Linked DNA regions of Mus musculus: all the other regions are linked to region 4. The links are chromatin contacts, called in public HiChIP or PLAC-seq maps. All regions are on one chromosome and are shown on one strand. The core of a region is the stretch at or near the end of the contact, and the rest is flanking DNA. Distances in the headings are between cores, read along the strand shown.

What was found. HiChIP or PLAC-seq counts read pairs in DNA pulled down with a chosen protein or histone mark.
Region 1: a contact with region 4 is called in an H3K4me3 HiChIP or PLAC-seq map of the SCID.adh cell line, with 9 read pairs. The contact joins two enhancer-like sites. A contact is called at or near these places in 6 of 484 Hi-C or Micro-C datasets (cerebral cortex, cortical neurons, microglia and 1 more) and 2 of 115 datasets of contacts at active chromatin or transcription factors (the SCID.adh cell line and neural progenitor cells).
Region 2: a contact with region 4 is called in an H3K4me3 HiChIP or PLAC-seq map of the SCID.adh cell line, with 4 times the contacts expected there. The contact joins two enhancer-like sites. A contact is called at or near these places in 5 of 484 Hi-C or Micro-C datasets (embryonic stem cells, liver and uterus), 2 of 115 datasets of contacts at active chromatin or transcription factors (the SCID.adh cell line and embryonic basal ganglia) and 1 of 9 other capture datasets (embryonic tail).
Region 3: an H3K4me3 HiChIP or PLAC-seq map of the SCID.adh cell line shows a contact between it and region 4, with 8 times the contacts expected there. The contact joins two enhancer-like sites. A contact is called at or near these places in 1 of 39 promoter capture datasets (hippocampal neurons), 46 of 484 Hi-C or Micro-C datasets (the G1E-ER4 cell line, the HPC-7 cell line, adipose-derived mesenchymal stem cells and 23 more) and 8 of 115 datasets of contacts at active chromatin or transcription factors (the SCID.adh cell line, astrocytes, embryonic basal ganglia and 5 more).
Region 5: a contact with region 4 is called in an H3K27ac HiChIP or PLAC-seq map of VIP interneurons, with 4 times the contacts expected there. The contact joins two enhancer-like sites. A contact is called at or near these places in 4 of 484 Hi-C or Micro-C datasets (cortical neurons, embryonic cerebral cortex, ganglionic eminence and 1 more), 4 of 115 datasets of contacts at active chromatin or transcription factors (the SCID.adh cell line, VIP interneurons, embryonic basal ganglia and 1 more) and 1 of 9 other capture datasets (embryonic tail).

Annotation. Positions count from the first base shown.
Region 1 is chr8:89,406,396-89,410,609 of GRCm38.p6, reverse strand. No RefSeq gene overlaps it. Among named protein-coding and RNA genes, the nearest start is that of Gm35593, 19 kb to the left of the region's middle. Within about 2 kb of position 1,454, at least 3 of the 459 cell types and tissues checked have an H3K27ac peak or open chromatin away from gene starts, as enhancers often do. A contact at or near this core is called in the SCID.adh cell line and microglia, where this site is marked.
Region 2 is chr8:89,359,582-89,363,853 of GRCm38.p6, reverse strand. No RefSeq gene overlaps it. Among named protein-coding and RNA genes, the nearest start is that of Gm35593, 66 kb to the left of the region's middle. Within about 2 kb of position 2,088, at least 2 of the 459 cell types and tissues checked have an H3K27ac peak or open chromatin away from gene starts, as enhancers often do. A contact at or near this core is called in the SCID.adh cell line, where this site is marked.
Region 3 is chr8:89,782,410-89,787,112 of GRCm38.p6, reverse strand. No RefSeq gene overlaps it. Among named protein-coding and RNA genes, the nearest start is that of Gm24212, 120 kb to the right of the region's middle. Within about 2 kb of position 3,427, at least 2 of the 459 cell types and tissues checked have an H3K27ac peak or open chromatin away from gene starts, as enhancers often do. A contact at or near this core is called in the SCID.adh cell line, where this site is marked.
Region 4 is chr8:89,567,718-89,572,171 of GRCm38.p6, reverse strand. No RefSeq gene overlaps it. Among named protein-coding and RNA genes, the nearest start is that of Gm26331, 20 kb to the left of the region's middle. Within about 2 kb of position 2,526, at least 18 of the 459 cell types and tissues checked have an H3K27ac peak or open chromatin away from gene starts, as enhancers often do. A contact at or near this core is called in the SCID.adh cell line, VIP interneurons and microglia, where this site is marked.
Region 5 is chr8:89,329,767-89,333,991 of GRCm38.p6, reverse strand. No RefSeq gene overlaps it. Among named protein-coding and RNA genes, the nearest start is that of Gm35593, 95 kb to the left of the region's middle. Within about 2 kb of position 2,586, at least 2 of the 459 cell types and tissues checked have an H3K27ac peak or open chromatin away from gene starts, as enhancers often do. A contact at or near this core is called in VIP interneurons, where this site is marked.

The sequences.
Region 1 (4,214 bases), core at 205-2,704, 160 kb after region 4:
TAACTTCAGTGTGTTCCTACCCCTTGTTCACGCTCTTTGGTGATGGACGTGTTGGCAGCTCAGATTCCCATCCCTCCTCAGGAACAAAACAGTATTGATCACTTTCCTGTTGCTGTGAATTACTGACAAGGAACAACAGAGGGAGGATCTACTTTGGCTCACATTCAGCTCGCCGTGGTAGAGAGGGCATGACAGTGCACACTGCATTCAAAGTCAGGACACTGAGGAAAATGAATGCTGGACTTGGCTTGCTTTCTTCTTTATTTGTAGCCAGGACTGGAGCTCATGGAGTTGTGCTACCTCCATTTAGATAAGGTCTTCTCACCTCGGACCATTCTAGAAACTCTCACAAACACACCTAGATGTGTGTCTTCTAAGCACAAATTTGCTCCTTGACAACTTGACACCCGAATGAATCACTTTTAAGCTGCAACCTTCCGCCACTTGTCTCCACAGGCTTGTGGCCATCTCCTAACATAAAATGTGTTCGGTCCAACTTCAAAGTCCCAATAGTCTTTTAAGTTTCAGCGCCATTTGGAAGAATAAGTTTCTTTCTAGCCCAAAGTTCAAAGACCTGCTGTTAAAGAAGTAGTTCTCTACATTCATTTAAAAAAAAAATCAAGGAGTGGGTATGAGAAGAAAAAGAAAGACACCTAGAAGTTTTTAAGAAAAAAGATGACAGCAAAACTTTGGAATGAACAGAGGCCTTAAACTGGCCCCCTGTGTAATGTCTGTCAAGCAGAATGGATGGAACTAGCAGGTAACACCCCAAGCCGTACTGGCCTCTTCCCTTCTGCAGCATCTCCCTATTGTATTTGGAAATTTAGGTATGGGGGCTTCTAGCTTGAAAGCAAGATCAAGGAACCACACTGTTAGTCATTTGTGGTCTACCAGAAACTAGCTGCTGATCAAAAAGGCCAAGAGAGAGGTCCTGCTTCTGGCAGGGCACAGTCCTGAGGACAAAGCACCAAAGCCGATTCTAGAGGCTTCTGCAAAGTGAGGGCTCCACGAGATGGTCTGGAAGTTTCCAGTCTGCTATAAAATCTTATGACGTATGATTCATCTGCTCATTGCTACAGATGATTGAATCTGTCAGAGCAATAAATGTATGAGGGAAAGATTACACCAGATATTTCTTTGAATCTCTCACAGTGTAGAACGGGAGATAAGCATCAAACACTTGCTGATTAGATGACTTCTCCCAGGGCTCAAAGTTAGATTGATGCTCACAAACCAGGAGAGCCTATTACAGACTGCAGACTTACGTCTGAAAACAGGCAGAAACCACACAGATAAGTCGCCTAGCGGGAACTGCATACAGCATAAAAAGAAAAGGAGAAAAAAGAAAACACTGAACAATTCTCAAATGGAAACTGTCGAAACAATGCTGGGGGATGAAAAGGAGTCAAAATGAGTTTCCTCTGGCACCACAGAGCCATTGGGACATAGTCTAGGGGGAATTGAAACTTGCTACCCTGGAAAATAGATTCATCAGGATGCAAAAATCCTACAGCTTCTGACCTGTCGTCTCCACTCCACGTTGCCCCAGAAGCACTTTTCAGGAAAAAAAAATTGAAGGATGTCCTAGAGTGAGAAAATCATTAAGGCCGGATGAGGCCCGACCCTTCTTTTATTTTGTGCATTTTCCCTGGAATCTTGTCTTTTAAAGAATTTTTCCTGCATCATCTTTCCAACCCCAGTGTCTTATGAGTGACCTGAGCCATACTTTAGCTGTTTGTAACTGTTTTCTTCAGAAATTCCAATCACCTGTTGGCTTGGACCCACTTCTCCAGTGCCTGAAGTAAGGGTTGAGAGGTCCAACGTTCTCCCACACTACAGTCCACCATCTTGCTGGACTGCCATTTTGCCCACTGGTCACCCCAGGTTTCAAGACATCCATGTAACTTCCATTCCCACTCATATCTTTTTCTGCCTCATGGCTGGGAAGAGAGGTATGGGTAGATCCCCTGCTTCTGACTGCTTCTCGTTGGGAGAACAAACTTCTCAAGCTTGCTGGGCTTTAGACCAACTCAGTAAAGACATCTTCAGTCTGCTGCCTCTAGTTGGTAAATCTTACACAATTCCCAGAGCAGCAACATCCATGGTACATGTGGGGTTTTTTGTTCTTATTCTGGAATATTACATTAAAATGAAACATTTAATGATTGTTTAAACGCCCTCATTCTACAACTTGGGGAACTCAGTCTCAACCAAGATTAAAAGTCAACCACTTTAACATGTGATCAACTGAAGGAGTCCTTACTCAGCATGTAGATCCTACTAGTTTTGTTAACACCCTAAACAGTATTTGCTACCCCATGGGTGATACAAAGAATTTCCTAGGCGATTTTGACTGTGCACTCTACTTATACACCTTAAAACTGATAGTGTATGCCCACTTTCTTTCACCATAATGCAATATCTATGACATGTCTTTTTATTAAGTAATAATCAAGTAATTAGGTGATTATTAAAAAATATGTTTCTCTAGATAATAGTTCTATATGTTCTAAGTGCGTGTCAGCATCATAAAGTCCATCTAGAGAAATGGCCAAGGACATCATCACAACACGCATGAGGAGGATAGCACAGGACAAGACAGAAGGCAGAGAGTGTGGTGTGTGCCTGGGGTTTCTCTCTCTTATAAAACTGATGCAGGTTTCCATAGGAACCACATTAGGGATATTCTGCCAATGACCTAATGACACCCCCTACCACTAAGCCCTGCTTCTTAAGTGTTCCACTGGTATATACTAAATGTCAGGCTTTCACACACATATGTAGCACGTAGCACCCATATGTGGCAACACTTAACTGTGTATATTGAGAGTTCTGTGGAGCCGCTTTATGGTGTGGCAATAGTTCTGGACACCAACATATGCAAAGCTGAAGTTTAATACACTGTGGGAAATTTCTAGGCCTGTAGGGCTCATGAGATTTGTGTGGTGTTAAAGACCAGTATCATGATGGCCTGATAAGGTCAGGGCTGCCTTGCATTACAGCCAAGGGTTTTAGGTTTTTGTTGCAAGTTGGAATGGTAGACACCCATCAAAAGGATCTAAAATAAAAACTTAATAGTGTTTGCATTTTCATTTTCTTAGGAAGGTAAGAAATCACTTGCATAAAGAAAATAGTTGATTTCCAAGAAAGTATTAAAAACCATGTCCAGAAATTGATGTGAGGGTTAATGTATGTACCATGGAGAGGAAGAGGTAGACGAGAAAATTGGGGACAGAACAGCCAAACCCCAACAAGCAACTGGATATAGCCATTGATTGAAACAACAACAATATCAGCAAAAATAAATAAATACCAGGGTAATTGAAATGTTTTAAAACATCATTTCCACAAAATTGCTATTCAAATTATCCAAGCATGAGTACAACTTCATTTTCAGGCTACAATCCCAAAGAATAATCCCGTATGCTCTACTCCAAATAGCATCATGGATTTAGCCCAAATTAAACATGAATTGGAAGATGGTGCTTTTATTCATTCTTGGGTTCTCAATTTAATTAACATAAAAATTTCCAGTAGCTTCCAAAGCCGGGAGTCATTAGGGTCCCGACCCTTTTATAGGGTTAATCGACTGCTATTTATTCTTGTTCAAAGTCTAAGTTTAAACACAGCCCTTTGATAGGCTGTAAGTTGCTAATGAGTCCAAGAAAACACACAGATCAAGCGTGTGAGAATCACAGAGTCAACAGAGAAAGGTGTACTGAGTTTCTGATATCAGTGAATACCAATCAATGTATCGACTGACTAAACAATACACAGAGATTGCAGGTTCACAGGCCACATGGTCCAGGCCAGTGACAACTGAAGTAGAAAAATCTAGGTGTCTGCATGCTTTGACATGTGTGTCTGTGTGCATGCTTGTGTGTGTGTGTGGAATATGAAAGACCCATGCTCTGCCCCAAGGACCAGCTCCTATTATATCCTGTATTTTTTTCATTATGTGGTCCTAACGCTCAAACACAGGGCTTTGAGCATGCTAGGCAAGTGCTCTACCACCAAAGTAGTTCCTCAGCTCCATCCCTGACCCTTTAACACATGAGGATACTTGTCCAAGATTACCAGATGCTCTGGATTCTTTTGAAGGACATATCAAAAGCTGACATGGCCACTACTGTGTAGATCTTGCTATTCAGAATGGGGCTCAGAGGGCAGCAATGTTAACACTCCCGAGGACTTGTCAGAAATGCCACTCTAGC
Region 2 (4,272 bases), core at 839-3,338, 210 kb after region 4:
TGTCAACATCCTAGGTTATCCTGAGCATGTGGTCTCTACCTACCTCTGCAAGGCACATCTAAGAACGATTGCCCATTGCATCTCCCCATCATTGCCACAGTTCTTTCCAATTTTGAAGTAGTTTGCACCACCCCAACACAAGTTCTCTGGCCACCAGTCTGCTCTGTTCCGAAGCATAAAGGTGCCTCAGGCTTGTTCCCTGGAACTCATCTCCATCACCTCCTCTGGCAGAAAGAACTTCTCAAACTGCCTGCTGAGGGCAATCCCTCTCCTACATTCATCAGAACTTTCCTGAACTACATTTTCACCTTTGGTAGAATAAATTGATCACCCTAGAAGCACTTAGATGGAGGGAGCATCATCCTTGCCAAGCCAGAACCTGCATTTTCTAAACCCAGCTGAGCATAACATAGACTTTGAGTAAAGGTCTCTTGAATGAATTACATGATTCAAATGAGCCATAAAACTCAAATCCAAGTGGACTTAGTCACTGAGTCACCTCCTCGGGAAATCACCATGGTGTTCCCACAGGGACCATGTCTTAGCCCCCTTTTCATGCCTTCTTTAAATGTTTGTACTCAGGAAAAATGAAAGGTCTATCTCTGTGGGAGTTTTCTCTGCAATCTCAAGTCCTGTGCAATACCACAAAAAGATACGCAAATATCACCCCTCCCCCCAGCCCTTGCATGTAACAGAGAAGCTACTGTATGTAGGAAACCAGCTGCCCAAACTGAGAGAGTTAGCATCTCTAGGCATATGGAAAGATTGGATTAACACGCTTGTCCTTGTGAAGACATTAATATTGTTCTGTCACCGAGAAGCTGAAACACCTGATAAATCTCCATCTACAGGCAAATTTGTACATGCTAAGTGGAGTCATAATAATAGTGTTGTAATTCTTATTGAGCACGCTCAGAGTGGTGGAATATTTATAGCATCCTGTTCAATGTTACACACTTGGGGACACAAATTACAAACTCTTAGAGTTTGGGGGAAAGTTTATAAAAAGGGTGACAATAGAAATAAAATCTAATTTGGGGAAATTATGGTGGGAAATTACTCCACCAAATTAGAAATCATTTTTTATTTGCTTCACAGATGGTGTCCAGACAGACTAAAGAGAAAAGATAGATTTCTCACAAATGCAGCTAATGGACTGTCAGGTGTGCAGCCATTGGCAATTTCTCCAGAGTTAAATTGGAGTGACAAGTGTCATAACCAGAAAAAAATATCTCACTGCCCTCAATAGCAAGCTCTACTTCCCACCTGTGCATCGGTGACTCACTCAGGCTCAGGTGGTCTGGGCCCAGGTGACAATTCATAACCAGGTATGCTTCACATGTCTGTGACCAGCTGGTCCCCACAGCTCATTCTTCTCATGGGAGTAGCAAAACTCACAGGGCAAACCGAAACACATCAGCACTTTTCAAACTTGCACCCTGACCCACTACATTAGAAAACCTGAGGTCAAGGGACAGGAAGTATACTCTACCGTGATGGGGACAAAGCAAAGCTGTGGTTCTAACAAGCCATGCTGAAATGCCTAAATCCATCTGGCTGCTCTTATAAAACAATATAAGCTGGCTGACTTAGATACAATAGAAACCATTCCCCACAGTTGTTCAAGGCCAGTTCACCGTCTACTTTGTGGCCCGTATACAGTTCCCTCTTGCACTCAGTCTGGTACCTTAATAGGAGCATAGCTTTCATTTAGGAAGGCTCTGTCCCTGTGACCTCATCATATCGCAAGATCCTCTATGCCTAATGTCATCAACTTGAGGATCGGGTTTCAACACAAAAATTTTGAGTAAATATAAACATTCAGACCATTTCATGGGGAATAATTGTGCAATCAAAAATTAAGTGTATTAAAGAGGACTAGGATTCTTCAAGCAGTGATACAAATTTTTGTATTTGTTGTTCTGTATTTTGTATTTTTGTGTTTTGTTGGTTTTGTTTTTGTTTTCTATAGTCACACACACACACACACACACACACACACACACACACACACACACACACACACAAAATAAAGTGGAGTGAGAATTGTAGCCATCTTCACTATCCAGTTCTGGTAACAATGGCAATCTCCCTCTAGCGAACTTCCTTTTCTTCTATCTAATGCAAGTGAGGCCCATCTTACCTCTATTTTTCAGGGAAAACAAAAACAAACGTGAAGCTCAGAACCAATCAGAATGAGCCATCCTTTTGTCCATCCTGATTAGCTCAGGGGTAATCATGTGACCTACTACTAGCCAATGAGAGCAAAGCCTGAGTCTTTAACCTGCAGCTGCACAGCCCAGAAGTTTGGTGACATCTCTGTGGTAAACCGTCTCATGGGAGGCCTTTCCTTTTTCGTGTTGAGCCCTGATTTTCAGAGCATTCTAACCCCATTACCCAGATAAGCATCACTCTCTAAGATAGGATGATTTGCCCCCCCCCCCCATACCAAAGTCTCTCTATCAGTGAGTGACTTCCTACAGTCTTAGCTCTGGAACTCAGAAAGCTGGATAATCATCTTGAAAGCCTCATTATCGTCATAGCAACATAGTTAAATTATAATGTTCTAAAAAATTTTAATGCCACCATTTAAATAGAAGCCGGAAATGTTTTTTAACTGCATTAAGAACCAAACGAAACGTAGATTCCAAGACAAGTAAATTAAATGCATAAGTGCTAACATTATTTGTGTTGGAAAAACAAACGTTGTATGCCGGATAATAAGAAATATGAGTAGGTTGATAAAAAGATTGAGTATTTCTCTGTAATTGACTTTCCCGCTGCTCCAATTAATAGCGAATTTATTATGGGTTCTACACTGTGCTTGGAACACCGAATCTTCTGTCTTGAAACCTCGGGGCAGATAAACATTTTAGGTGATTAAAAAGAAAAAGAAAGCACATTTAGAAAATGATATTCAGGGAGCCTGCGGGAAGCGATCCATGCCATTCTTCACAAGTTCATTATAGAAGATGAATAAATGTCGAATTAACTTCGCTTCCTCTCATAAATGGCGGACATGGAGACAACAAACGCAAACAGCGAGGCGTGACTTGTTCTCCCTCAGCTTATGGCTTCCGTCACAGGCAAAGGAGGCTCCCCGCAAAACTGTGGGGTCATATCTACACCTAGGCTTCTGTAGTGTGAAGGGCGGAAAGGGGGAAAAGAGGGAAAAGAATAGCCACGAGGTCTCTCTCTCTTCTTGCCCCCACGACTTCAGAATTCTAGGTCCTCCCTGCTCAACCTGGAAAGTCTGAGTCTTCAAAAAATCAAACCTATGGAATGCCCTGCTTGAACCTCACTTTCACAGCTCAGCCTGGCACCTGTTTCCTAAAGACCAGACTCATTCCTCTCATTAGCATCTCTGTACAGTAAGCCAGCCCACCTGCCAGAGGCTGAAAAAGGACCAGTGTTTCTCACATCTGGAACCCAACCCTCTGAGACTGATGGAGGGCAAGTTGCTCTGTTCCAAAAGATGCTGGTCTTCTCCTAAGCCTACCCAGGAGGGCAGATCCCACCACAGGAGGTAAAAGGAAGGAAGTGACAACAAGGTAGTTTCTTAGGGCCCTGCTTCCACCAAGAGCACCTTCCTTGCTCACTTCTGCAAAGCAAGACTCAAGTCACACGGTAAGGAATGCCAAGAGGGAAAGGTGAAGAACTGGAGTTTTAATTCAATCTGTAGCCTCTACTTTCAAATGCATCCCTAAGCTGTGTTCATTCATTATATACTACGTAGCAAATACAGCAACATATATTTGCAAAGAACAAAATATGTGTGAGGATCAAGGTGTATGGAGGTAGAAGACACATGAGGTAGGGTCTTGTCATGTGACAACAGTGAACTGGTAAAGCAAATAAACGAAATTTCAGCACTATCATAGCCACCATAAAGTAAGTGAATTAATGAGATGTGAAGAGGGAGGGGCAGATTTGGAGAGTGAGTGATCAGAAAATCCCATCTCCCATTCGGTTTGAATACCAGACTCACATAAACAGCCAGGTCTTGGAAGTGCTAATATGTACTGGCTACTAGATGCTAGTTCAAGCTGGAGGCCAGTGGGACAGTGGATAATGTTTGCAGCTACAGAAGGAAGGTTCTGTTAGTTCTGCATATATTGATTAAGCTTAAAGAATAAAAACATATTAAACGTCTTCTTCGTTATCCGATGTCTTTATAACTACAACGTGTTTCCCTAGCTTTTTGTGTAAATTCAATCTCAAAGTATGTCTTGCCAATAAGTGGGGTATAAATTAGACATCAAGACACCTGCT
Region 3 (4,703 bases), core at 2,178-4,677, 210 kb before region 4:
GCTCTTGTCTGGAACATGCTGGGTCCTTTGGCAAGAAAAGGAAATACTGGTGGACCATAGCTTTCAAAGCTCTTGCTTGGCAATGTCACCCACTGTTTCTGCCTACGCTTGTTGGTCAAAACCAAGACAGGCATTCAGATTTGTATCAGTGCACTATGAAAGCATTTTTTTTCCTCCAAGAAATAGAAAAAATATTTTAATTAATGATGTCACATTTATCTTGGGGTTCAGCAGTCCCCTACCCCCAGCTTCACTCAGTGCAGCCCCATAAGAGACTGTTTTACCTGTTGGAACTTGGCACCACTCTTGGTTTGGTGCAGTTGTGGCAAAGGTTATCAATTATTCGCTGAAGTCTGTTCTGCACCTATATCTACATATGGCCCTGGGTGTAACCCCTACCAACTGTTTTCATCACTTTCTGGCCATGACTTTGAAGTAGCATGCATGAGCTTTCTCCACTGTACACAGCAAAGTGTGGAGAGTATAAGAATCCAGACAATGACCGTTCAGACTGGAGCGAGCCATTTAGGTCTGGTCTAGTTAACCTGTAAACAATAATGACTCCATAAAGTCCGTGATGGGATCTCAGTTATTGGCTCCTTGCTGATGGCATTGCAAATTATTATAAAAGTGTATCCCAGAGTGCTTGCTATAGCAACAGTAACAATAATCATATTCATAATTTTTAGTTCTTAACACTGTACTGGGACAGGGGCTGACAAGATGGCTCAGTGGGTAGAGGGTCTTGCTGCCAAGCTTTTCAACCTGAGGTTGAGTGCCAGGACCTATGCTAGTGGGAGAAGAGAACTGACTCACAAACATTGTCCTCTCACCTCCACTCATGAGCCGTGGCACCCTGAACCCACCAAGAACACAGATAAAACGAAGCAAATGCCACCCTACACCCTCACCATAATTAATAGAGTATTGGTTTGTAAATTATAGATGCCGGGATCTGGTTGCCTTTGCTACTTGGTAACTGTGGGTTCCTGATCTTTGGCTCATGAGGACAGAGGTTTCAGACTATCTGTTCCATTGCTTTTGGTCTGAGGCGAGGGAGACACTGTGAAAATGGCTGGGTGTCAGATAAGGAGACTGCTGAACTCTGAACAGCCAGGGAGCAGAGAGGAACAGGAAGGGATCAGGGGCAAGATGGCCTTCAAAGACATCAAAGCTCGATGGCTAGTGCCGATCGGCTTTCTCTGAAGACGTCAGAAGCTCCACAAGCCAGTTGCCTCTCCGTGATGGCTCACCAGCGCACAAGCCTTTAACACAGGAGCCTTCAGGGAGAAACTTCACAATTAAACCTTACCAGCTTCCATCTCAGCATGTGATGGATGAGTCTGCATGTCACCCGCAAGCCATCATCACACTTCACACCTCTGTGCTGCTGTGTACTCAATAACTTTTCCTTAATGCAACTAAAGTTCTGCATATTTTTTATTGGCACTTCAAATCATCCCCTTTTATCCAAGAAGTGTTGGGATGCATAGATTCTTAAATGTCCCCGTCTACCTTCGACATTCTGGAATATGACATTCTTATAGCTCTAAAGGAAATAATCTGAACGATCACCTAAGTTCCTCTGGGCACAGTCTCCTCAACAGAGTCTTTGAACACTGGACAAGCCAGAAGCTTTGGTCCCAATGGTACTTTATTGGCTGTAGTTGATTCTTAGGTAAACTCTTAGAAAATTGTTGCCAACTGTGCCGCAGTGACTACACCTCCCATGGATCTCATCTGGGTCCCTGCTTCCTTGTTATTTATATTTACAACTTCTAATGTTCTATTTACCTTTGTGGCACCATACAAGTCTGAATGTCTTATACCACATGCTCACTCGGGACTGAAAAAGAAAACGAAGGCACGGTTTTTGAATTGCCCACTAGAGGGCAGCAGAGTAATGGGAATTGGGATAGTCCCTGGCTTGGTTGTAGACGTGTTGACATGTGATTTGGCAATTGAATAATTTTTGATACTGTCCTGACACATAAACACCTAGAAGCAGGTTTTCAAAGGTTATTTGCACTCTAAAAGAGGAATTAAGAAAACGAACTTGCATGCCAACAGTCATTTTCAATATTCTACAAAGAATTGCGGCCTCATTATGAGATTGCTTACAGAGAATACTCAGCTATGTTAAACCTGACTGGCAAACACGCGTTCAAAATAAATTAGACTGAATGGACCTGAGAAAATAGATCCAATGACTAATGAAACTTTCTTCTGAGGCTTGGGGGCCAGCCAACTTGCCCAAAAGAAGAAACTGGGTTTTATGAGATTTTGTTTACCCCCCAGCCCCCCAGTCTCCCAGACCTTGGGATCCCCAGACTCAGGGAATGATCAGGGTAAAACCACTGCCCACATGATCTCTGGTTGAAGGTAACTTTTGTGGCAATTTACTTTTAAGCTATTCCCTTATACTGGCCATGAAAAGTCAGCAGAAGATCCAAGTTTATTCCGTTGACATCCTCGAACCCTGAGAAATAGCCCATTTGTATTATCACGCTTTGATGTATTTCCCGTTTGTGGAACTTCTTTGGTGAGTTGGCATTTTAATTTAATTATACTTTTTACTAATGGTCTTTATTTTTCAGTGTCTGAGTGTAAAACGCCCGTAGGTTTGATTATCTGCCCCCTCTTCCTGGTGCAGAGGCACCGTGCAAATTTATAAACTGATAAAATGCAGTGTAAAACTCAGGGAGGTGAGGTTAGGAATCTGTATAGAAATTCTGTTTGAAAGATGAGGCATCTCTTCGCTTGCAGGGTGTACACCCCCTACACATAGCTCAGTATCTGGACTGGGTGTCCCTAATAAGAATGGCAACACAGTTGAAGCTCAGAGAGCATCAAGGACCATAAAGCGCTCAGGTGCTCAGTGGGTCTCTTCTGAGCCTCTGTATACACAAAATCATAGTCACCACCGTATTTATTTGTTCTTCTTCAATGCCCTCCCTGCACTGAGGAGCAAACCAGACTCTAGAGATTGCTAGGCAAGGCAAGCCCTCTACCACTGAGCCACCACCCCCCCTCCAAGCAAAAGTAGCTTTTTCTTGGCATGAGTTTTAGTTGTGTTTCTTGCTTTAGAATAGACTTTGAGTGTTGTAGGGAGCTGATTCTCTGAGAACATTGTCAGCGTCTGCCCCAAAGGCTCTCCCAGGACCTCAGAGCTGAGTTGCTGTGCTTTTCACAGCAAAGGGGGGGGGGCACTGAATGGCTATCCCCAGAGACACAGCTGTACACACCCATAGTCGCATTTCATGCAAGTGTGCTCCCTCTTCTCCTGATCCTAAGACATCGCTGACAGGGAGACACACAATTGATTCAATAACAGCCTTTTAAGAAGAAAGAAGGGCGAGGGGGGCGGGGATTGAAGAAAACTTCTAGGTAAAACAATCCAGTTTCAGAAGACTGGAAGGCAAAAAGCAGAGTCTCGTTTTAAAATCTTGGGAATCTAGTCTACAAGATTTTTTTTTTAGAGATGTATTTAAGTTCAATCCAGCTTCTGAGACATGTTCTAGCTTAAAGCTCAGAATCTATAACCTAAGTTATAAGTCAAGTTCACAAGTCCCGATCCTTCCTGCTCATGTTTAGGGATGGGGGCATGATAGCATTGTGTGTGTGGTGGCATTCTGGAAGAACGGGGGATTTTGATTTTTAAAACCCGCTGGCATGAGCTGTGTTTTTCTTGCTGTACTCATCCTGATGTCCGCCTGTCCTCATTGCCCTTGTCTCTCTGTCCCTGTTGCATTAACATGGATGATTTGCCTAATGTCAGTGAAGCAAAGACCAGGCCATGCTATTTGCTTAAACTCTGGGTGAGAATGTGGCAGAGACAGGAGAGAGGAGATGGTGGAATGGTGGAAGCATCTTCTAGACTGGAAAGCTGGGCTATGGGAGAGGGATTCAAGTGAGGAGAGCAGTCACGTTCTAGGCGACAGAAACCGAGGCCCCAGGAATTTGCCAATTACACACGTGGGAATGTGTGCAAGTTCCTAGCCATGGGACACATTGGCTCCATCTCCAGCAGGAAGGAGAGAAAGGAACACAGAGCGAAGAACAGAGTGTGCTAATTACCTTCCTCTGGGGATCTTATAAACTGGGATGTGTATGGAAATTGCCACGATGAATATGGTTACTGCAGGATCTAATTTTCCTACCGAGGAGCAAAGGGAAGGAAGCAAGGGCATAGAAGCTGGACTCTTTGATCTTCTGCTCTTCTTCCTCCTGAAGTCCCCATGCTATCTAACTGCCTGCCTTCTGTACGGCTATCCTGCTTGGGGATAACTCTCTCTCTCCCCTATCTGTATACACATTTTCTGCTCAGTTGCTTGAATGCATGAGATCTTTCTGCATCACGAGGGGGAGGATGTCAAGTCAGAGTACAAACGGGCACTGGATCTTTGGGGGAGGGTCTGAGATCTTTCTAGTTACCCTGGCAACGTGAGTTAGGGGCACAGGAAGGCAGTGGAAAATAGGAAAAGTTAGGGATGGGGTTTGGGGAGAGGATATATATCAAAGGCTTGAAAGAGGAGAGGCGAACTTCTAAATAAGGGGCTTGATTTGATGTTGACAGGAGCAGCCAAAGAGGGTTTGACATGAGATTTTGCCCTGAGCAGACAGAAAAATGAGGCCGTGATTTTTTTTTAAAAATATGGTAAGGATGTTTATCTTACATTAATAATTTGTTTAGCAGAGCCAGA
Region 4 (4,454 bases), core at 1,277-3,776:
CTCTCTACACAGTGTCGCTTGCCTACTCTTTATGGTTTTGTGCAAACAGGGCTGGCCAGCAGCCCGAACCCCAAGCGGAAAAAGGTTCTGAGCCCTTTACACTTTACCTAGTATAGCCCTCTGCGACCGGGGCGATTTAGGTGACGCACCTGCTGCCAGCAGATGGCGCTGCGCCGCACGTTTTGATACTGGTGTGCTTGGATGGCACTCATGGAGGGGACCTCTCAAAGTTTTGAGTGTGTGTGTGTGTGTGTGTGTGTGTGTGTGTGTGTGTGTGTGTGTGTGTGTGTGTGTGTGTGTGTGTGTGTGTGTGTGTGTGTGTGCCATTCCTGGGCTGCAACAATGTTTGTGGAATTAAGCAGTGATTTCCTTTAGTCTGAGCCACTCGTCCTGGCTGTGTGTTAAGGCCTAAATAATAAAGTTTGCCATACAGTGTGTTTTTTCTTCCTAGTGAAACCAGGAGTTTCAAACACATATGATGTCCTCACCCTTACTGTGTGGTTGTCAGCTAGCACAGGTCTGCATTTTCTGATCAAATCACTTCTGCAGCTTCCATAGTAGCAGGCAACACGCTTTGGGAGACAAAGAAGTGCTGAAAGAAAAGAAAGTAAGTAAGATCACCTAAGATTTTCTTTCTAAACAAACAAGGGAGTCCTCCTCCCCCTCCTCCCTTCTGCCTCTTCTTCCTTTTATTATTATTATTATTATTATTATTATTATTATTATTATTATTATTACATTTTTATCCCCTCCTTCTCTTCTTCTCTTTTATTTTCTTTTTTAAAAACTGGGCTTAAAAAAGAAAGCCTGAATTGTTAGGAGTAATATCAATATCAAGCCATTTTCAGAGAGAGAGAGAGAGAGAAGACTTTGGCTGCTTGAAGATGGGGTTGCTTTTTGTGACCTCTGGAAACACATGGACTCAATGACCATAAATAAAAAACTTGTGGAGAAAATGTAGGGACGTGGGGGAGAAAGGTCCAGAGTTTAAGGACCAAGTCAAACTGCAATGGGGTAAGGCAGATAGGAGGAGCCACAAGGATGACTTCCCTCTGCCAAGGGCCTGCGTTGGTGAGGTTTCACTATGTATTTAATGTTGCCATAAAATTCGTCTTCTCGGAGTAAACAAGGCCAGTCTGCATGCAACTCCATCAAGACATACGCAGCGTTGTTTGGGATAATGGATTTGATGGGAGTGAAAACAGTGGGGATTAAATGGACCCAGAATGGATAAATATAACTAATTGTCATCCCTTTCTATCCACATAAACATCCCTAGCACTGCAGAAAGGGAAGAGGGGGGCACCCTGCAGATACTCCTCTTAACTGACTGATGGCGCTGGGGCGGACAGAGTTCTAAAGACTTTCCCTCTGCCCTCAGTGAATTCGGCTTTTATGACCCCCACCCCCACCCACCCCCAACTCTGCAGTGAACACAAGAGCTGTACAACCCTGTTCAGAATAACTTCAAACTTCGTTTTCAACAATGTGGCTGGAACTTTTGAAGCTTGCAGAAGAACTCAGCTACTTTACACACACACACACACACACACACACACACACACACACACACACACACACACACTCACACACAAGGCAAAGCCTGAAATCAAACTTTAGAATTTTAAAAAGTTTTCATCGAGGGATCTGATTACTGCATGTGTGCACAGAGAGGGATAATATTAATGATTGCAATGGACTCTTTCTCACTGCAAGATTCGCTGTTGATTTTGTTATTTTGTCGCCCCCCCCCACCTCCCCCCAGCTGAGGACAGAACCCAGGCCCCTGTGCTTGCTAGGAAAGCACTCTACCACTGAGCTGAATTCCCAACCCTCACTGCTGATTTTGTAAATCGAGAATTATTGCTGCAAGCTTAGACAGTGCCTAGACATATACCTCGCACTAAAATACATCTATTTAAAGAAAGAAACATTTACATAGCTTTAAAAAAAACCTGTCACTTGACGCGGTAACTCCATTTGCAATGATTCAATAAATATAGTGTTTAACATTTGAAATGTATTTAAATCTGTTTTCACTTCTTTTAAGCTAAAGTTCAAAGACATTTGCAACCGAATGTCATTTATTATCAAGGCATGCTATTCATACCCGAATAGTGTTAGTATAGAAAAATGAAACTTCGAGTCTGTGAGTCATAGCAGTGTCTAAGGCTTACTCAGTAAAGCCAGCATGGCAACCTCTATCTGTGATCTCCGGAAGCTGATTTTTTTTTTTGATAGAAACTTAGAGCTGTCTTTCAAACAGAATCATCTGAAATTTAAAATTAGCCAAGGATTACAGTTTGCAAGAAGGCGTGTCTCCACCCCCAGTGTGAACCAGTGTCGTCAAAGTGAAAGGGGGAAGAAGGAAGGAATGGAGAAGATGTGGTTGTTTTGACACAAGGGAGAAAAGCTTTAGTGCCGTTTCATTTTTAACTTCATTTCAAATTATCTCCCAACCACCCTGGTATTTCTGCATGGAGATAATCACATCTCATCAGCTTGCGCCAGACCCGGCAGCTACGCAGCCAAGAGCTAACGTGGCTTCTCAGATCCGACCACTGAACACAGCTACAGCTCCGCAGAAGAATGGTGGGAACTGGCATGGCTGGATGCCCACCAGCCCCTCCAATATTTTGATTTTGTTTTTCTTTCTCTGGGTAACGTTAATTGTCCACAAGGTGTGTGAGGATGCCTCCCCTGGGACAAACCCCCAGAAAGGGAAAACACGAGGTTAAGAATGCATCACAAATCTGCCCCAGGGATGATAAGGATTTAGACTTGTTGACTAGCTGTGCAAGAACGGCCAGCTCGTGGATTCATGCACAGAAAACTGAAGAAGGCTCTTCTTGAGAAAAGTTAAAAAAAAAAAAGAATAAAATAAAAAGAATGGGTGTTTGGGAGACGGGAAGGCGATCCTGGTTTTAGACATAGGCCATCAGTTACTCCTAGAAACATTTGGGAATTCCCTGTCATTGAGCTTGAATGGGGACGCTGGGATGGTTTGTTTTAACACTGATGCATGGAAAATGAAGCCCCGCCCCCCACACCCTCTTAATGTTAGAAAAACTCCTATGTAAATGATGGACTGCCTTATCTTGATACCATTTGTCTTAACTTCGCTTCCTCTCACTTCAGTCATTTAATTTGTACGGCTTCCAAATCAGAGTGACTGTCATCTATTAGTCTCCTTGGTGACAGAGGGCAGGGGGCTGTTGTATTGGAGTTAATAAAGCAGAAACACAAGCCTAATTATTGGGAAGATAAACCACGCTGGCAGGGTTTTGTCCTCTAGGGTTGGAAGTCTTGGTACCCAGATATTTTGGAGTTGAGTCCCTATGCACAGGGCACACAGTCGGCAGCAGGTGGGGACACATGTTTTTAGGTTCCTGATACTGGTACATTTCAACAATCGGCATCCCTAGAGGGTGGGGTGGCACTGCCAGGGAGCAAACCTACCATCATTAATCAAATGAGATCTGTGCCGGGGCACGGGGCGGGGGCTCAGAAATGCAAGGGGTGAAGCTGGAAGAAAGTGGTGTTTTGGTTACAAGTGTAAGCATGTATATGTAAGCAGAGCCTGTGCACACATATATCGAGTAGCTCAGTGTAGTATAGTGAGCTGTGAATGTGTGTATGTGTATGTGTGTGAGAAAGAGTGTCACAGAGAGAGTCTTGCCAGCACTTAGACTATGGAAAAATTTAAACATGCATATATATATACACATACATATATATACACATGTATGATATGTTAGCATAGATGCAGTGATCTAAATGTTAGCGACTGAAACCTCAATTTATTGATTATTGAGAAGTCCAATTTTGTTTCTATAGGTTGATGCACACACATGACTATATGTTACTTATGCAAGTTGCTCATGTCTGAGAACTTGACCACCTAGATAGTTTTTCAGACATATTTATGGCCACTCCAATGTTATCAATGCTACTGTTGGCCTCCTGGGCTCCCCAACTCTGGAAACAGAGAGGAACAGACAGGAAAGTCTACCGGTGTGGATAAAGTCAGGAGCAGGAGGAGACAGTCCTAAAGAAAGAGGGAAAGGGGATGGAGTTCCTGGCACCTATTGCAGCTGCACTGCGAGCTGCCGCAAAGTGAAGGCTGAGTCTGGAGAATGATTCTATTAGTGTAGCTTTGTCCAACAAATATTAAAATTGCAAAGTAATTTGCCCATTTGACAATGGCTAATGAACTTAAGTACGCAGGGTGAACTTTAATAATTGAGGAAATTGTGCAATTAAACTAAAAGCCGCTGAAAATTACAAATAAAATTAACTCTCCGGCTTAGCGGGAGTGTTACAGCTTCCAGCATTGTGTGGGTATCAGGAAAGCCTGGGAGGAAAGGTTCGGGTGGCTGTGCCTTTCATTGTGATGACTGACCATAAAGATATTGACCTTGTTTTTCTTTTTTTTAATGCAAAGCATAGGAATA
Region 5 (4,225 bases), core at 1,337-3,836, 240 kb after region 4:
GTAGATGATCTTGCTTTTTTTTTTATCCCCTAGAACCATTTGTTAGTTAACTACTTATGCACAAGGATCTCTGTTCTTTATATTTGCCTATCTGTGTTAATGTATTACTATACGCCAGCCTTTTCAAAAATGCTTATTAAGAATTATATGGCCCATTTTATATTTGCTCCCATCTTGCTGGTGAGCAAAGCAAGATACAGAACAATTAAGCTCCTGTCCCTGATTACAGTGTTCATACATGAGAAGCCTGGGTTTGAACCTCAGTGGTCGGCCCAGACCCTGTGCCCCTCTAGGGTAAAGTCCAACACCCCGATGCCTGTCCAGTGCTTCTAGAAGGTTTCCCATTTGTTCGTCTTGTCAACTCTGAACCTCCCCTGCCTGTCTCCTTGGACTGTACACAGGAATCTCTCCTTTTAATTTTTTTTATTTTCTTGTGAGGGTCATATATGCCACAGCGCACACGTGGAGGTCAGAGGACAACTTGCTAGAGTTGGTTTTCTCCTTCCACAGTGTGGGTTGCTGTATATTGAACTCAGGTTGTCATTCTTGGTGTCAGGGGTATTTGTCTACTGAGTCACCTCCGCAGACCACGGTGCTGCAGTCCACAGTAAACTTACAGGTTGGCTATCTCTCCACAGAGCTGCCAGTACTGGGTACATCCATGATTTGCCCCTCCCCGATCATTTTGCTCTTATTATTTTGCCATGCAAAAGAGTCAGTATAGTTTTTAAATGTTCATTTCCCTTCTCACTAAAGACATCAAGCTTCTGTCCAGAGTTCTGTTGGTCATTTCGATTCGTTTTTCTAAGAATTGTCAATACACTTCTCCCATGACTTGTTTTTCTAGGGAGCTGTTTTTACTTGTTTTTTCCTTGCAATGTTGAGGGTGAACCCAAGGTCTCCTGCAAGCACTTGCCAAGAAGTGAATTGCATCAAGCTAAGTCCAAAGCCCACTTTATGCTTTTATCCATCATTTCCTGGTGATATCCACTCTAAAATAGTCTTGTAGTCTGTAGCTTGTCTTCCAACTTTGCATAAGGTGTCCTACATCATACTGAAGATTTTAATTTCAGTGTTGGTGAATCTCTCTGTATTTGCACGCATGTCTGTACGTCTGTCAATATGCTTGTACATAGAACAGTATGGGCAGAATTAACACATTTGCATGAGAAGGTCTTCAACTTTATGTTCCAAAAGTTTGATGTGGGTTTTCTTTATGGGCTTATTACAGATCATCAACTATTCCAGCATTATTTATTGATTTTAGTCTGTCTTTCATTCCATCAACTGCAAGCCAACCTTGCCTGTGACCTGGGCATCCTTGTTAGTGTCTGCCCTCCACCTTCTTGAATGTTGTTACTCTGGTCTGTGCTAAGCTCCAAAGCACATTTTTCTCCTTTCTGCTTAGAGAAAGAACATTTTAAGAATACAACCAGATCATACTTCTCAGGTTAAATTATCCATGCTTTGTTGCTCGATGAAACATCTTAAGTATTTTTGAATGTGGCTAAAGCCATCATTTTTCATGCCCATAGAATATTTCTTCCTTTTGGGAACTCTGTAATTTTATTTAATGATTTCATCCTGATGAGCCTTTAAACTGTTTTTACAAAATATAATATAGCCCATCCACTTATTATAAGTGCCCATGTTTTTGTATTTTAGGCAAGTTAGCTAGTGTTTAGAAAAAAATCAGTAAACAGTAGAACTCTGGGACTCAAAGAGTGGGTGAGATTTCTCTCTTGTTTCAGAGTGCGAAAGCTTCCTCTACAGCAGTGGGTCTCAACCTTCCTAAAGGATGTGACCCTTTAATACACAGTTCCTCATGTTGTGGTGACCCCCAAGCCATAAGGGTATTTTTGTTGCTACCTCATAACTCTAATTTTGCTACTGTTATGAATCCTCGTGTAAATATTTTTGGAAACAGAAGTTTGCCAAAGGGGGCGTGACCCACTGGTTTAGAAACACTCCTCTAGAAGAATTAGACTAACCCCTCATGACATACTAAAGTCTTCATCAAAAGAAAATGACAAGGTCACATCTGAGTATTAGAAAGTGCATCTTCAGGGTGGCACAGAGCAAGGTGTATTACAAAATGCAACAGAGAGGAAAGTTTGAGCACTGAGCTGCAGACATGCAATACTACACTGGCTGAGAGTGCCAAAAACATGGTGAGCAGAGACCTGCAGGATTCGCCATCCTGAGAGAGCGATCTCAACTGAACAGTCAGAAGCTGCAACTGCTGAAGGACCACGGGCAACCACTGAACATTCTAAGGGCATCTTGGGACCACCTTTATACCACAAGAACATAACTGTCTCTCCGTCGGTACTTACCACAGTAACAACAGTAACTGCTTTGGTAGTACCGGTTGATGAAATGGGCTCTTTGGAAAAGCATGGATCTGGTTGGCTGATAACCGGGAGTTTCCGCAGTGATCCATGGGAGATGATCTGCCAGGCCGCTGATGGCTGGAGATGGCTAAGGATGCCGCAGACCTCGCTGGAAGCTTTCCTCAAACGCTCTGAATTTCATTCATACTGTCCTCGGCATAGAGTGTGTTCAAGCTGGAAAGAGATGAAATTTCCCAACATGCTGGCACCAAGAGAGAAAAGACAAATGACATAAAGGCTGCCTACAACTTCCTCTTCCGCAAAGCCAAACCCGGAGTCTCCCTTTTGATAATATTAAAAAGAGGAAACGCATTTTGCATGAAAACATGTTTTAACTGTATTTGTAGCACTCAATAAATAAATTACAGGTTTTATATCATTCCGAAAGTGCTGTCAGTGGTTAATTCAGTTATTAACTCCACACGCTTGGGAGGACCAACTCAATGCCGGCCCATTTTGGAAGAAGGTTTGGGGATTATTCAGTTGGAATCTGCTGCTGGAAAGTTGGTGCTGCTTTGGGGGACCGAACATGAGTAGCCTGGCAGAAGCTGCGGGAAGCAGAGACTCTGTCCTGCCCATTTACAGCGGCTTTTAAATTCCATAAAAAGGAAATGAATTATGCATTATTGGGTTTACATAAGGTCACCCGGTGAACTCTGGCCTCTCTCTTTTCTCATTTGGCTCAATTATTAGATGAAATGACAGATTTGATCTCTTTTCAAATTGTATTAGAAAGGGTCTCTTTATTTCACCCTCCAGCAGCAATTGGATGACAGGACTAAGCAAGAGCATTAATTATGATTGATTTAGAGTGTCTATAGGGTGATTATTTCTAGAATTCTACTCCCAAGTCCAAACCTTTTGACCTATTTCAGGCCACCCAGCAAATTAATCCATAGGAAGATTTGAGGGGGCACTGCTTGGAATGGTGGCTTCCCATCCGCATTTGCAATCAAAACATTGAAGATGCTTGGGGCAGTCCAAAGGGACTGAGTTAGTGGGACACTTCAGGGTGAGGCCATCTAAGAGATTGACATCTCAGTATAAAACACCTCATATGTGCTAACCAAAAATGGCATTAGAGTGATCCCAAGGGAGAAGAAGACTAACACTCTCTGCTAAGTGAGTAGAAAAATATATGCAGATATGTTCTTAATATATGTCATAACTCTGTGAGTTTATTGGAGTCTTGCAAACATGCCTGTTGTTGGGACATGCGTTTCCTCCTCTCTCCTTTCCAGAGGATTAAAACTGACAGTGCTAATTAAAGATGGAAAGAAAAGAGACCACTGTCAGACGGGAAGCATAGGCCTGAATTACAATGAGGCCCAAAGGAGGAGAATATGGGGAGGCCTCATCATTAGGGGTTTCCTTCTAAGTGCCAGGAAGCTCCCTGCAGATGAATCCTGTTCTAAAAGGGGAGTATTTAACCAAAATTCCCACCTCGGAACTACTACTCCAGAAGAATCTAGAGGAAAGGTTCTAGAATCGGTGCCACTAACTCAATGCACTTAACCCTAGCACCTCCATCTTGTGGCCTTACCTAGCTAGAATGGAAGGAAGGAAGGGGTTTGGATGAGGCTGGGAAGGCCCTCTGTAGTGTCCCCACGTTGTGACTGAGTGCTCTGTTCTTTCTGTGTTCTCTGCCTTCCGCTATAGATGCACAGACTGCCTAGCTGCAGCAGACCCCGTGATGAGAACCTAAGAGTGTGTGTGTGTTTAGGAAGACAAATCATTTTTGCTGTTTGTTATTATCTTCCATCGACACTGATGGAGGCAGGTCATGGGAACAGAAGGATCTTTTTGTTTGCTGAGGACAAACAGAATTTCTA